Linked DNA regions of Zea mays: regions 1 and 2 are each linked to region 3. Evidence: chromatin contacts called from public Hi-C data. All regions are on one chromosome and are shown on one strand. Each heading gives the region's core, a stretch centred on a gene start, on an enhancer-like site or on the middle of the called end of the contact. The rest is flanking DNA. Distances are from core to core; before and after follow the strand shown.

Region 1 (4,105 bases), core at 1,301-3,800, 180 kb before region 3:
TACTTCGACTACTAAATAAACTCGAAAAAATGTTTCAAATATAAAATATGAAACCTTGTCAAGCAGAAAAACACTATAACTTTAGCATATAACGTGTCTCCATCCAAGATTGTTTATTTTTCAAAAAGTAAAATAATCTCAGAATATGAAAATTGAAAATAATTATGTGAGACACTAAACAAATTTAAATAAAAACTTATCAAAGAAACATAGATCAGGATAGCCGCTATAACTCTGGTATATACCATGACAACATCAAGGTTGTTTAAAAATTTCAAATTTCAAAATATATGAACCTTAAATAATATTTTGGGACTCTAAACAATTTCAAAATAGAAAAAAAAACTCTCAACTACAAAGCTTCATTGTTTTGGTATAAAGTTTGTATCTACCCGATTTCATATTAAAAAGTTATCGATAACTTTTGGATGGAATTATTTTTAGAGGCATCTTAAGGTGTTTGCATCCATTAATCGATCTTTAGAGACAAACGATTCTAGTAAACGTCTCTAAGAGATTGACAGATCTATATCTCTGGAAATTGATGAACACATGATTAAAGAACATCATCGTAAGCATCATCGGTCGCATCGGTGGATCTGGTGACCGTACAACACGTCCGGGTTGCAGATATTAATCGACAAGCTAGATTATCTCCAGTCTAGATCTTGCCGAAACATGTTAGTAGTTCGTGGATCGCGACGCCGCCCAGGATGGGCGCCGACGGGAGCCCCAAACCGAGTGGGTCGACAAGAAACGGCCGGGGAGAAGAAGATTACAAGCGGGCGGACGCGGTTGTGGCTCCCCGCATTGTCACGGCCGCCGGATGCGACGGCGGTGGTAGCCGATCCCTATACGCTGGTTACCAAATACCAATTGGCGGTGTACCTGGCCCTTTTTTATTTTTGTTTTTTTGGCCTTTTTAGAAAGTTTTTTTTTATAAGTATGTTCTTTTAGTTTAAATTCATTGTCGTCGAGGTTACACGCCTCGACGCCAAAGCCAAAAAATACATGCGAATAAAAATGGAAGGAGTAAGGATGTGTTTTTTGGGGAGTGTAGGGGAATGAAACGACACCATTCCTTTTTTAGATTTTTGTTTCCAAAAAAAGAGTGAGACGGTTTCTAAAGTCTTCGTATAAAAATTTACCATAAATAATTGGAATGCTCGCGCTACACAAAATGATCGGATGCGAGCGCTCCCATCTGTCTTCTCTCCTCTACACTCATATGGCTCTCCAACCAAACAAAGAACGGAAACAACTTCGCTCTATTTCACTTTACAACCAACAAAAAATGAAGCGACTCTGTTCTCGCCAAACACAGAATAAAATGACTCTATTTTCAAAACTTAAATGGAACTGCTCTATTTTAGTTGACTTTCCAACCAAACATACCCTAAGTAAAAGGAGCAACTCTAAAAGATTAGACATGATGTTTTGTAAATATAAATTTAGATATTATTAAAGGAGAGACATATCTATATTAACTCTTTAAATTTAGTAGCTATCTGTCTTTAATTTTCTCTCTCAATTTTTTGATAGCGTGCATCACGCGCGGTATAGAGTTTTGAATCTACAAAGTCTGTTGAAATAGTCTATTGTTTTTAAAATTTATTTTAAAGAGTAGGTAAATCAGTAAATTTAGCTAATCTTTTTGTTAATCTATTGGAGTTGCTCTTGTAATCATTTTTCACTTCTCTTAATAACCTATCTTAAACACGTCTATATTTGTAATCTTTGTCACCGTAGTGTATTGACAGCTTAATTAACGAATGATGCCAGCCAAATTGGCAGTTGCCTTTGCCAGCTAAGGAATCAACAAGAATCAGACGAGCGACGAGGTAGAGGGGGAGATAAACAAAAATAGTAAAAAAAATAAAAAGAAATGAGCAGTACTACTTTAAAACACGCAGGGGTTTAGCTCGCACGGCACGGGTATAAATTCTTGCGTGCGCCGCTGAGCAGTGAGCACAGAGCGGCGTACTGTGAAATCCTGCGAGGTGAAGAAGAGACAGGGAAGCGGCGCAGAGGCGGAGGGCCGCCGAGACGACAAGCACCGGCCTTCACCGTCACCCCCCGCTACGTTTCGCAGCGTACGTCTCCTGGCGAAGAGCGCGAGGAGCACGATCACAGCCAAAGGCCAAGCACAGCAGGGTATCATTGGTTTTGTCAGTGATTTTTTAAAGATTTGTTTCTGATACGTCCTTGGAATCTCATGCGTTGTCTGTTTGCGTTTGCGGTTGCACGTAGATAAGTACCATCGGCGAGGAGGCGGCATTCTCTCTACTTCCCTACGAAGCCGGGCAATGTCGGCGACGCAGAGCCTGGCTCTCAAGCTCCGGGCGGCTCCCGCGCCGGGCAGGCCCCGTGGCCGGACGACGGTGAGGGCAGCTGGAGCGGCGCATGCCGGGGCGCTGCTGCAGCACCGCCGCTGCGTGTCGCTGGCGCAGGGCGGGCGGTTCCTCCGCGGCGCGCCGCTCCCCGCCGCCCAGCGGCGCCCGCGGGCATTGCCGTGGGCCGAGCGCGCCGCGCGGCGCCACGGCGGCGGCTCGGTGGTGGCGGCGGCCGCGGCGGGGGTCAGGTCCATGTCGAAGCTACCGCAGGGCGACACTGGGCTCTACGACCCGTCCATGGACCGCGATTCCTGCGGCGTCGGCTTCATCGCCGAGCTCTCCGCCGAGCCCAGCCGCAAAACCGTGAGCGCTTCCGCGACTACGCGCGCGCCTGCTTGGAGTTCATACTTCCATTCCTTATTCTTCCTTGCTGAAGCTTTCAGTAACTCAGTGCTTTGTGCCAGCCCCTGTACATGTCAGAGTTCGCTTAACGTGGCCTGTGTCTGAACTGTAGATCGTCGACGCCGTCGAGATGCTTGAGAGAATGTCCCACCGTGGCGCCTGTGGCTGTGACAAGAACACCGGCGATGGTGCGGGCATCCTTGTTGCACTGCCGGATGCCTTTCTCAGAGAGGCAAGCTTATGTTTAGTTGAAGTTGTTAACGAGGGAGAAGGACTTTCTGTGGCCGAGGGGTCACTTTGTGCTTGGTTTTGTGTCGTGTCAGGTCACCAAGGACGCCGGCTTTGAGCTTCCACCGCAAGGTGAGTACGCCGTAGGGATGTTCTTCATGCCCCACGATGATGACCGACGTGAGAAGACCAAGCTTGTGTTCCATGAGGTTAGTCTAGTGAAAGAGTACAAAGAAGAAGAAGAAAAGGGCAAAATCTAGTCGAGACAAAAGCGTGTTCATTTTTGTCCGGCATGTATTTGGACTGCAGATTGCCGAGTCATTGGGACATGTAGTGCTTGGGTGGCGTCGGGTTCCAACAGACAACTCGGACTTGGGCAAAGCAGCGCTTGAAACTGAACCAACGATCGAACAAGTGTTTGTGTCTAAGAGCATGCACTCCAAGGCTGACTTTGAGCAACAGGTCATTTTGATGAGCTATAAAATTTGAAATCTGTGTGATAGACATTGTCTGTTGACTTCCTTCTGCAAATTGCATATGCAGTTGTACATCCTACGTGGGCTCTCAATCAAGTCCATCCGTGAAGCTTTATGTCTTGAGCACGGAGGACCAAATGATTTCTATACGTGCTCTCTATCTTCAAGGTTCCACTTTATCACCCTATTCATTTTTTTAAGAAAATATAACGTGTGAAATCTGAAACGATCAAGGAACAGAAGGGTATCATATAGATGCTGATTTTTTTTGTGATTTGAGCTCCTCTCAAGTTACTTTATTTCAAGTCTTCCACTTTTTCGAAGAAACTATTTGTGAAATCCGTTTTTATTATTCTTCAGGACTGTTGTTTACAAGGGTCAGCTGAAGCCAACTCAACTTAAAGGGTACTTCTTTGCAGACTTAGGTGACCAAAGGTTCAAAAGTTACATGGCTCTGGTAAATACATAGGCTCATTAACTTTATAGAATATAAGGAAATTCATAAACGCAGTCAGGAGACGGGGACTGCAAGTAGCAATGCGGGTTTTTTGTTTGCGCATGCTGTTTCAATACTGGTTCATCGTGCATTTCAGAATCAGAATTTGTGTATGTGTCCTTCAATTAGGTAGTCTAAGGAAATTCTGTTATGTCAGTATCTGTGGGGTA
Region 2 (3,953 bases), core at 1,131-3,630, 220 kb before region 3:
GAATCATTCAGTGCTGTTTGTTTTCAAAATGTCTGAAGCTTACTTAAAGACGTTGCAGTGTAATTTAATTTTTAGATTAGGTCTGTATTCCATCCACTGTTTAATCTTGAACACTGGTATGGGTAATCAGTGTAGTAGTAATCTGTATTCCATCCACTGTTTCATCTTACAGCTGTAATTTAATCTTGAAATGGCCATATAGTATTATTGCAAATAAAGACGTTGCAGTGTAATTTAATTTTTGAAATGGCCATATTTGTGATCTTTGAAAAGTTGGCTCTCAATGGCCTTGCGATGCAAACCAACAGGTTTACTCCATCTATCTGTGAACCAAGAAAACGAGAACCATACTAGCTATGACCGGAAGCACAAATGCTGTTGCTTTTTCAACAATGCTCTGAAGCAAGTTCGGACCTCCCTAATGAGCACGCGGTCAGCGACGCAGTTTCTGAAAAAGATGAGTATATCTAAAAAAACATAAAAAAGTTCCGTTGCCGGGACTCGAACCCGGGTCTTTCGGGTGAGAGCCGAATATCCTGACCAGCTAGACTACAACGGATGATTGGAATATAAGCATACAAAACATTACAAATCAGATACATCCATATCACATTGTTCTGCATCACGAATTCACGATGGCATGGAGAGAATCATGTAACGGGACACCATGCACGTATCAGAGAGGCACGCCTCTGTTAGCAGTGACATGTTCGTTAAAAATTCATATGTCCGTAGAGACAACATGCAGGAAAGGAAATTTTGAAGGGCTGAAAATTCTAGTGCCCTGCCTTCTTGTTTTTTTTTTCTTTCAGAAAGCTACCAACATACACCGGAGTACTCTGGTCTCCATTTGTGAAAACAGCTTATATACTGTGGACCGAAGCCCAAACTTGTTTTTTTGTTTACAGATATATATCCCAACATGCCCTGCCTTCTTGTTTTTTTTGTTTACAGATATATATCCCACATATATACTGTGGACCGAAGCCCAGACTTGCAAACTAGTATCAGAGAACTGGTCACAAGCGATATGACGAGGTGATTCTGTCTCTTCTCTAATGCACAGGGCATGGCGTTTTAGTGACATACAACTGGACGATCAATCATCCACCAACGTGGTGCTGCACTGCACGGTCATCTCTTCCACTGGGGCAGCCGTTGGACCACAACCTAAAAAAATGCAAATGACAGTTGACAGTGTATATGGTTAAGTACTTCACTGAACAACTTTCTTTTTCAATGCATATGGAAGTGAAGTGTTGATTGAACGATGTGTGGGGAACAAAACGAAGCTTGCCTTGCCAGAGTTCTCTTTGTTGCCTACAATAGTCTGGCAAGCTAGCCTCCATGAGTCTGGTTTCTGCCAGAGACAAGGGAGATCAAACGAGTTAAGACAGAGCAACTGAGTGCTGAGTGAACATTGCGCGCTGTCCAGTGTCCAATGCCTACCTTCTTCAGGTACCGATTCTCGGTGTTCGTCCTCTCATTCAGGAGCTCCTTTCCATCGATTATCTGTAGAATTCGCAGCACCCAAATCAGACCTCCCGTTAATCCAGCTTCTGCTGTTGTTGGGAGTGTGTCCACTCCCCAATCTTTAGCTGCACTGCAGACATTCGGTGCTGTAGATTGGGGTGGAGAGGAAGTACCTCGACGATGCAAGTGCCGCAACTTCCGCCGCCACCGCAGTTCATCACCTTACCCTGCGAGCGATACAGCAAGACCACGCTTTGTCTGTCAGGCTACAGCACAACACAAATGAAGAAGAAAAGCAGAGCTCACGTATGCGGCGTAGAGCTCGATCTTGTTCTCGTTCATGACGTCACGGAGGAGCTTCTCGCCGCTGGCCGCCTCCGCCCGGTCCACCGGGAAGGAGCCGTCGGCACCGGGCTTCGGCTACAGAGCGTCACAGAGTGCAGAGTGCAGACCAAACAAATCAGGCATCCAGCGACCATGCATACTCTCGCGTCGGCGTCGGAGGAAGGGTAAGAGAGAGAGAGAGAGAGAGAGAGAGAGAGAGAGAGAGAGAGAGAGAGAGAGAGAGAGAGAGAGAGGCAGGCTTACCCCGACGAACTCGAGCTCGATTTGCGGCTTGGGCGGCGCCGGCGCCGGCGCGCCCTGGGACACGTTGGGCGACGTGCTGGAACATCTGACGGTGGCGGCCCTGGAGTGCCGCTGACCGCGGTGGCTGCTGGCCGAGACGCGGGAAGGGGCGGAGGTGGAGGCGGCGGACGGGAAGGACGCGAGCGCTACCGCCGCGCACGCGCAGGCGGAGCTCGTGGCCGCCATGACTCTGGCAGTCTGTCCTCTTCTTCTTTTTTGTTTCTTTTTCGTTGGGACGTGGCGGCGTCGGCGTCGCTAGGCTGGTTGGTTCGTTGAACAACTCGGCAAGTATTTTTTTTGCGCCATTTATCGTACGCGCGAAGGTGTGGACTGGGCTGCGTTGTGGCGAAGGCGCGTGTGGGGTCGGGCCGTCGGCGACCGGAGAGGCCTTGCGCGGCGCAGCGGGCACCACACACGGACACGGGTGACGGGTGGCAGCTGGAGCCTCGAGACGGACCTGCCCGGTCTCTCACGGACCTCTTTCCAGCCAACCATCCGCTCTCCCGCCGTCCGGCCCATCCTCAGCCCAACAAGGCGGTTTCGCCAATTCGCTCCTGGTGGGCTCAGCTTCCCTGGCCTGTCCTCGCCCGCGCCCTATACCTCCATCGCTGGCCTCGTGTCTGTCCTGAAAAAAATCGGCATCTAGGGATCCTCGTCCATTCCACGGGCGTAATTTTTTAGCTCGTGTTGTTCCTTCTTTTCCATACCGTCGCCTTGGTTTCTTACCGTCGCCTTTGTTAAGAAATCAGTTTAGGCCCCGCAGGCCTATGTGGCCCATCTAGCTGAAACCCTAACTTTCCACTATATATTAATAAGCACACCACCATTTGTTGTAATATAAAGAGAACTGAATACAAGAATAAGAATATCAGTTCCACCTATATCTTTGTGTCTCCCGTGTTTGTGATTTCACTTTTACTTAAGGAGCCTTTGGACTACACTCGGAAGCAAAGAGTTCTTAACACGTTATCAGCACGATTGCTCTTGCAATCTAGAGTTCGCAAAGGTACTACAGAAAGGTAAAAACCTAAAGTCGCATGACCACAAATTCATTCTCTCATGGCTGTGCGCAGCCGGCATTTTTTTTACTTGTTCTTTGCTCCAAGTTTCCAACATGCAAGTCGCAAGCCACCCGTCCCTTTCTTAAGTCTCAAGTACTGCTCGAGCACGCGGCCACAGCTGCTACGGCAATGCCTGCAAGCTAGTCCTGCAAGATGGGCATTGCCGTGCTGGCCCGGCACGAGCCCGTCGTGCTTCGGGCTTCAAAGTGTCGGACCGGGCCAGCACGAATTACTTTCGGGCCGGGTTTTATCGTGCCTATGGACTAAAATGAAGGTCCAGTATGGCACTAAAGCCCGCCGTGCTTGAATCGGGTCGTGCTTTTTTAGGCCCGGCACGCAATTAACAATAACCTTTAGTTTCGCCCGTGAACAGTAGAAGACAACCAGTTAAATAGGAGTAGAGCCCAGCACGACTTTACAATCTGATAGCTATCACGCGCCGCCACCAAAATTACAAGCAGCTTCGAGTTAGAGATGCCTGGTTAAACGATCGTCAGATTGACAAAATTTCGAAAGGAAACAAATCACAAAAGGAAAATCCAAAACGAGAGACAGCGGCCTGCTACTGGTACCCGGCGTCGTAACCTCACGGCCTGCTGCTGGTACCTGCTGCCGTCTTCTTCTTCTGCGGCCTCACGGCCTGCTGCTGGTACCCGTAGCTGGCGGCCTGCGGTGGCGGGTAGCCGTACCCGTACCCGGCCTGCTGCGGCGGCGGGGGCAGTAGCCGTACCCCGGCGGCGGGTAACCGTAGCCGCCGTACTGCGGCGGAGGAGCAGCGTAGGGCGCCACCGT
Region 3 (3,540 bases), core at 663-3,162:
CTGCTCTCCCGATGAAGAGGACGTCGGGGTAGAACGGTACTGCTGTCGTGGCGACTTTCTTTCCGTTCTCCTTTGAGGCCGGAGGAACGGGAAGAACGACTTGCCTCTCCCTGGTCTCCTTCTTTCTCGCGATCCGTGTCCATTCTTTCGTCGGGGAAGTAGACAACAGAGTCTTCCGGGTCAGCAAGCTTCTAGCTCCAGCCTCCCCGGAGACGATCTTTTTCCGAAGAGCCGGAGGTAGCGTCTTTCCAGCATTTTCGGAGTTTGTTGGAGGAAACTTCTTTTCCGGCAGATCCGCGATGCGGTGTAGAATTCCCTCTTCGTCCGCTACAGATGAGATTGTCCCGAAGCAGAATACAGATCCGGGACGCACGGTGATCTTGCTGCGGAAGGTGACGGCCATTGAGCTAGCTTGGATCGTCGACACACCCCCTACCTGGCGCGCCAGCTGTCGGTGTTTTGGGTCCGACCGCACACCCGGGGTTGCCCCTCAAGGTGTTTTTAGGAGTAGGACGGTGTCAACGACTGTAGCAAAATGGTTCATGCCGATCGCACGAGGGACGATGGACAAGATTTGCAGGTTCGGGTCGCTTAGAAGTGCGTAACACCCTACGTCCTGGTGAGTATATGAGCGTGGTTACAAGAGGACTCTCTGGATAGAGGGCGCAGAGAGTTTACGTGGGTGGCTAAGTAAAATAGGGTCGATCGTTCTGAAGGGGTGCCCCCTGGGCCTTATATATTCGACCGTGGGGCAGTACATGTGGATATGATAACAACAAGTAGCTAAAAGATGGTGAACCTCCTGAGTTTATCCCTACGTAACCCTCGCCGACTTATCCTCGCATGGCTCCGTTGCATGGGGGCTTCAGCGCAGGAAAGTCGGGTCTCTGTTGCGATTTATTCGTTCGCCGTTGTGGGCCGTCCGGGTTTGCACCAATCCGGTCTCACGTCTTCTCTTCTTTGTTGGTTGTCTTTCCCCAGGCCCACGAAAGAATGACCTTACGAATTATTGGGCCCTTGGGCCTTTCGTGAGGTCTTTTATATCTTTAGTGGACCCAGGGGATATCTATCCCCCACACTTACTATATCCATGCATCAATCAAATTATTTAATAAATTAAATTGACCAATCAGATAGTTCTCTGTCTCGAGCATAGAGCCAAGACACATTTTCTTCGTTAAAATACGTGTTTTGAGACTTTTTACATTTACCACTTAAACACACTCGAAAATTTTTTATATTACCCCTTAAACACACTCGAAGACAACTAAAGACACCCATGGTAAATGTTCTTATGTTGCAGCCTAAAAATTAGTTTGCAACCAGCACAAATAAAAAGTTTTAATAAGTACTCCTTGCGTTCTAAAATATAAGTCTTTCCAAGATTCTTTGAGAGTCAAAGTTTTTAAGGTTTGATCAAAAGTATAGAGAGAATCATAAAAGATTCATGACATGTGATAAATATAGTATGAAAATATATTTAATAGAGAATCTAATGGTATACATTTGATATCGTAAATGCTATTACTTTATTATATAAATTTAGTTAAACTTAAAAAAACTTTGACTCCGCAAAAATCTTAGAATGATTTATATTTTTGAACGGAATGAGAATAAAAGAGTTAGCACTACAGATTAGGTAGGTTACATCATATGCACATTGTTTGTCACTAGAGCGAAACAGGCCAGCGCCGTGCGGGCTGCCTAGCTGGGGCCTGGGGCTCTATCTCTCTCTCATTTCACGTCACTGCGCCACACGGACGGTCGAGCGCCAAGTCTCCATCACTGCGTCAGCAGGTCACCGGGGCAGCGTTCGCGTGACGTGACGGCACAAACTCTTCATCTCCATCTATCTGCGCCAGGTGCCGCCAAAACGAGGTCGGCACCCACAGGCCACAACCCAACCCAACCCAACCCAACTGAATCCAACGGGACACGAGAGCGACGTCATGGTGCTGGAGGTGGGCACCGCCGTGGGAATACGAACCACCTCCACTTGGGCTGCAGGTCCAGCCGCCCGGCGCAGATCACGGGGCCAGGTCGTCTCCTTCGCCCTCGCTCCCGCGTCGTCCCGCCGGGTCCGGCACCGTTGCCGCGCGATGCAACAGCACGAGGAGGAGCAGGAGCGGCCGCCGACCGTCCGCGCGGTCACCATCCCCTTCGCCGACCTCAGGGTAATCTTCCCCGGTGTTGAGTGTTGCCGTCTCGGGAGGGAGGGAATGTGTGTGTGTGTGTGTGTCACTTCTCATGATTCTGATCACGTGCCGTTCGGCGGCGGCGGCGGGTGGGCGTGCGCAGGTGCCGGACAGGGACCTTGGCGACAAGATCGAGGAAGGTCTGGGTCCCCATGGGCTCGGCATCGTCACCATTGCCGATGTGAGTAGCAACCGTGGTGGAACTGATTGCATCGTGATTTCGAGCCATGGGTTCCTTAAACTGTCTTGATCCTGGTCCACGCAGGTACCTGAGTTTCCAGAGCTAAGAAAAAGGCTGCTGCGCTTGGCACCCAGGCATGTCGTTTATGCTCATAACATATTAACATGTTATATATGCCCCCCTCATTCCTCCTGTACTGGGTGGTTTATTCTGCTCCTGAGTCAAGAGTTGTTTGTTTACTGATGATGATTGATGAAAGGTTCCTGTTCTTCGTTCTTGCTTGCTTGCTTATTTGTCAGGATTGCAAACCTTCCTGAAGAGGTGAAGAAACAGCTTGAAGATCCAGATAGCAGGTCGTGCTGTTTGTCAACGATTTCGTTATGATCGCACCCACCTGAAAACTCCTGCTTGTGACTAGGGTATCGATTGCTAGCAGCTAGATTATATTATATGCACTTGTCATCTGCAGATATAACTTTGGGTGGAGTCATGGGAAGGAGAAACTCGAGTCCGGGAAACTTGGTATGACACTGGTCCATTCCGTGAGTTATCATGTAGTATCCTGTTGTATGTGTGGGGTAGGAGTACTATTCATCCTTGAAACCTGCTGCGGTGCTGCCAAGAAAGCAAGTTTTTGGACAGGATCTCATTCCTACCATGAGGCTATCTGTTGAGCTCTGCTCGGCTCCCATGACTATTGTGCATGAACTTCTTTCCTAAGATAAACTCTGATTACTGCATGCAGACACATTTAAAGGTTCCTTTTATGCGAACCCTGTTTTGGATGTCCCTACTACTGATGATGTGCTTGTAAGTAGGTAAAGTGTTTCTAGCATGGAACTGTCGTCTCGATTTCCATCATGGTCCAATACCATGATCTAACATTTTAAACATCTGATGATGTTTAACCTGCAGGTATCCATCATATTGCCGACCAAATATATGGCCAAACGATAATCTTCCTGAGCTTGAGATAGGTATGACTGAATGCATTCGATAAGCCATCAATGTGACTTCAATCTGTTTTTTTCCTTTGCATTTTCACATTCATACCTGGAAACTAGACTATGTTTACAGATTTCTTTTCCCTTTTTTGTAGCATTTAAAGATCTTGGGAAGCTGATGATGGAAGTTGGTTTGATGTTGGCTCATCATTGTGATCGC

The links. Hi-C and Micro-C count contacts between places; a contact is called where the count stands out from the background.
Region 1: a contact with region 3 is called in a Hi-C map of root tip, with 6 times the contacts expected there. The contact joins the promoter of LOC103630705 here to the promoter of LOC100277913 in region 3. A contact is called at or near these places in 10 of 25 Hi-C or Micro-C datasets (bundle sheath, ear, leaf and 2 more) and 1 of 3 datasets of contacts at active chromatin or transcription factors (seedling).
Region 2: a contact with region 3 is called in a Hi-C map of tassel, with 2.5 times the contacts expected there. The contact joins the promoter of LOC100284503 here to the promoter of LOC100277913 in region 3. A contact is called at or near these places in 3 of 25 Hi-C or Micro-C datasets (ear, leaf and tassel).

What each region holds. Positions count from the first base shown.
Region 1 is chr6:174,756,189-174,760,293 of Zm-B73-REFERENCE-NAM-5.0, forward strand. It overlaps LOC103630705 (glutamate synthase 2 [NADH], chloroplastic), which reads left to right and starts at 2,551. Exons shown (of 22, transcript XM_023300388.1): 1 at 2,551-2,696; 2 at 2,848-2,967; 3 at 3,059-3,172; 4 at 3,273-3,425; 5 at 3,507-3,607; 6 at 3,800-3,896. The coding sequence starts at 2,586.
Region 2 is chr6:174,718,579-174,722,531 of Zm-B73-REFERENCE-NAM-5.0, forward strand. It overlaps LOC100284503 (electron carrier/ electron transporter/ iron ion binding protein), which reads right to left and starts at 2,381. Exons shown (of 6, transcript NM_001329697.2): 1 at 2,062-2,381; 2 at 1,780-1,893; 3 at 1,647-1,700; 4 at 1,450-1,512; 5 at 1,298-1,360; 6 at 850-1,170. The coding sequence starts at 2,286. The coding sequence ends at 1,135. It overlaps TRNAE-CUC (transfer RNA glutamic acid (anticodon CUC)), which reads right to left and starts at 559; the gene lies at 487-559.
Region 3 is chr6:174,940,024-174,943,563 of Zm-B73-REFERENCE-NAM-5.0, forward strand. LOC100277913 reads left to right here and starts at 1,913. Exons shown (of 15, transcript NM_001366016.1): 1 at 1,913-2,174; 2 at 2,299-2,376; 3 at 2,461-2,510; 4 at 2,676-2,729; 5 at 2,846-2,898; 6 at 3,122-3,194; 7 at 3,292-3,353; 8 at 3,476-3,540. The coding sequence starts at 1,950.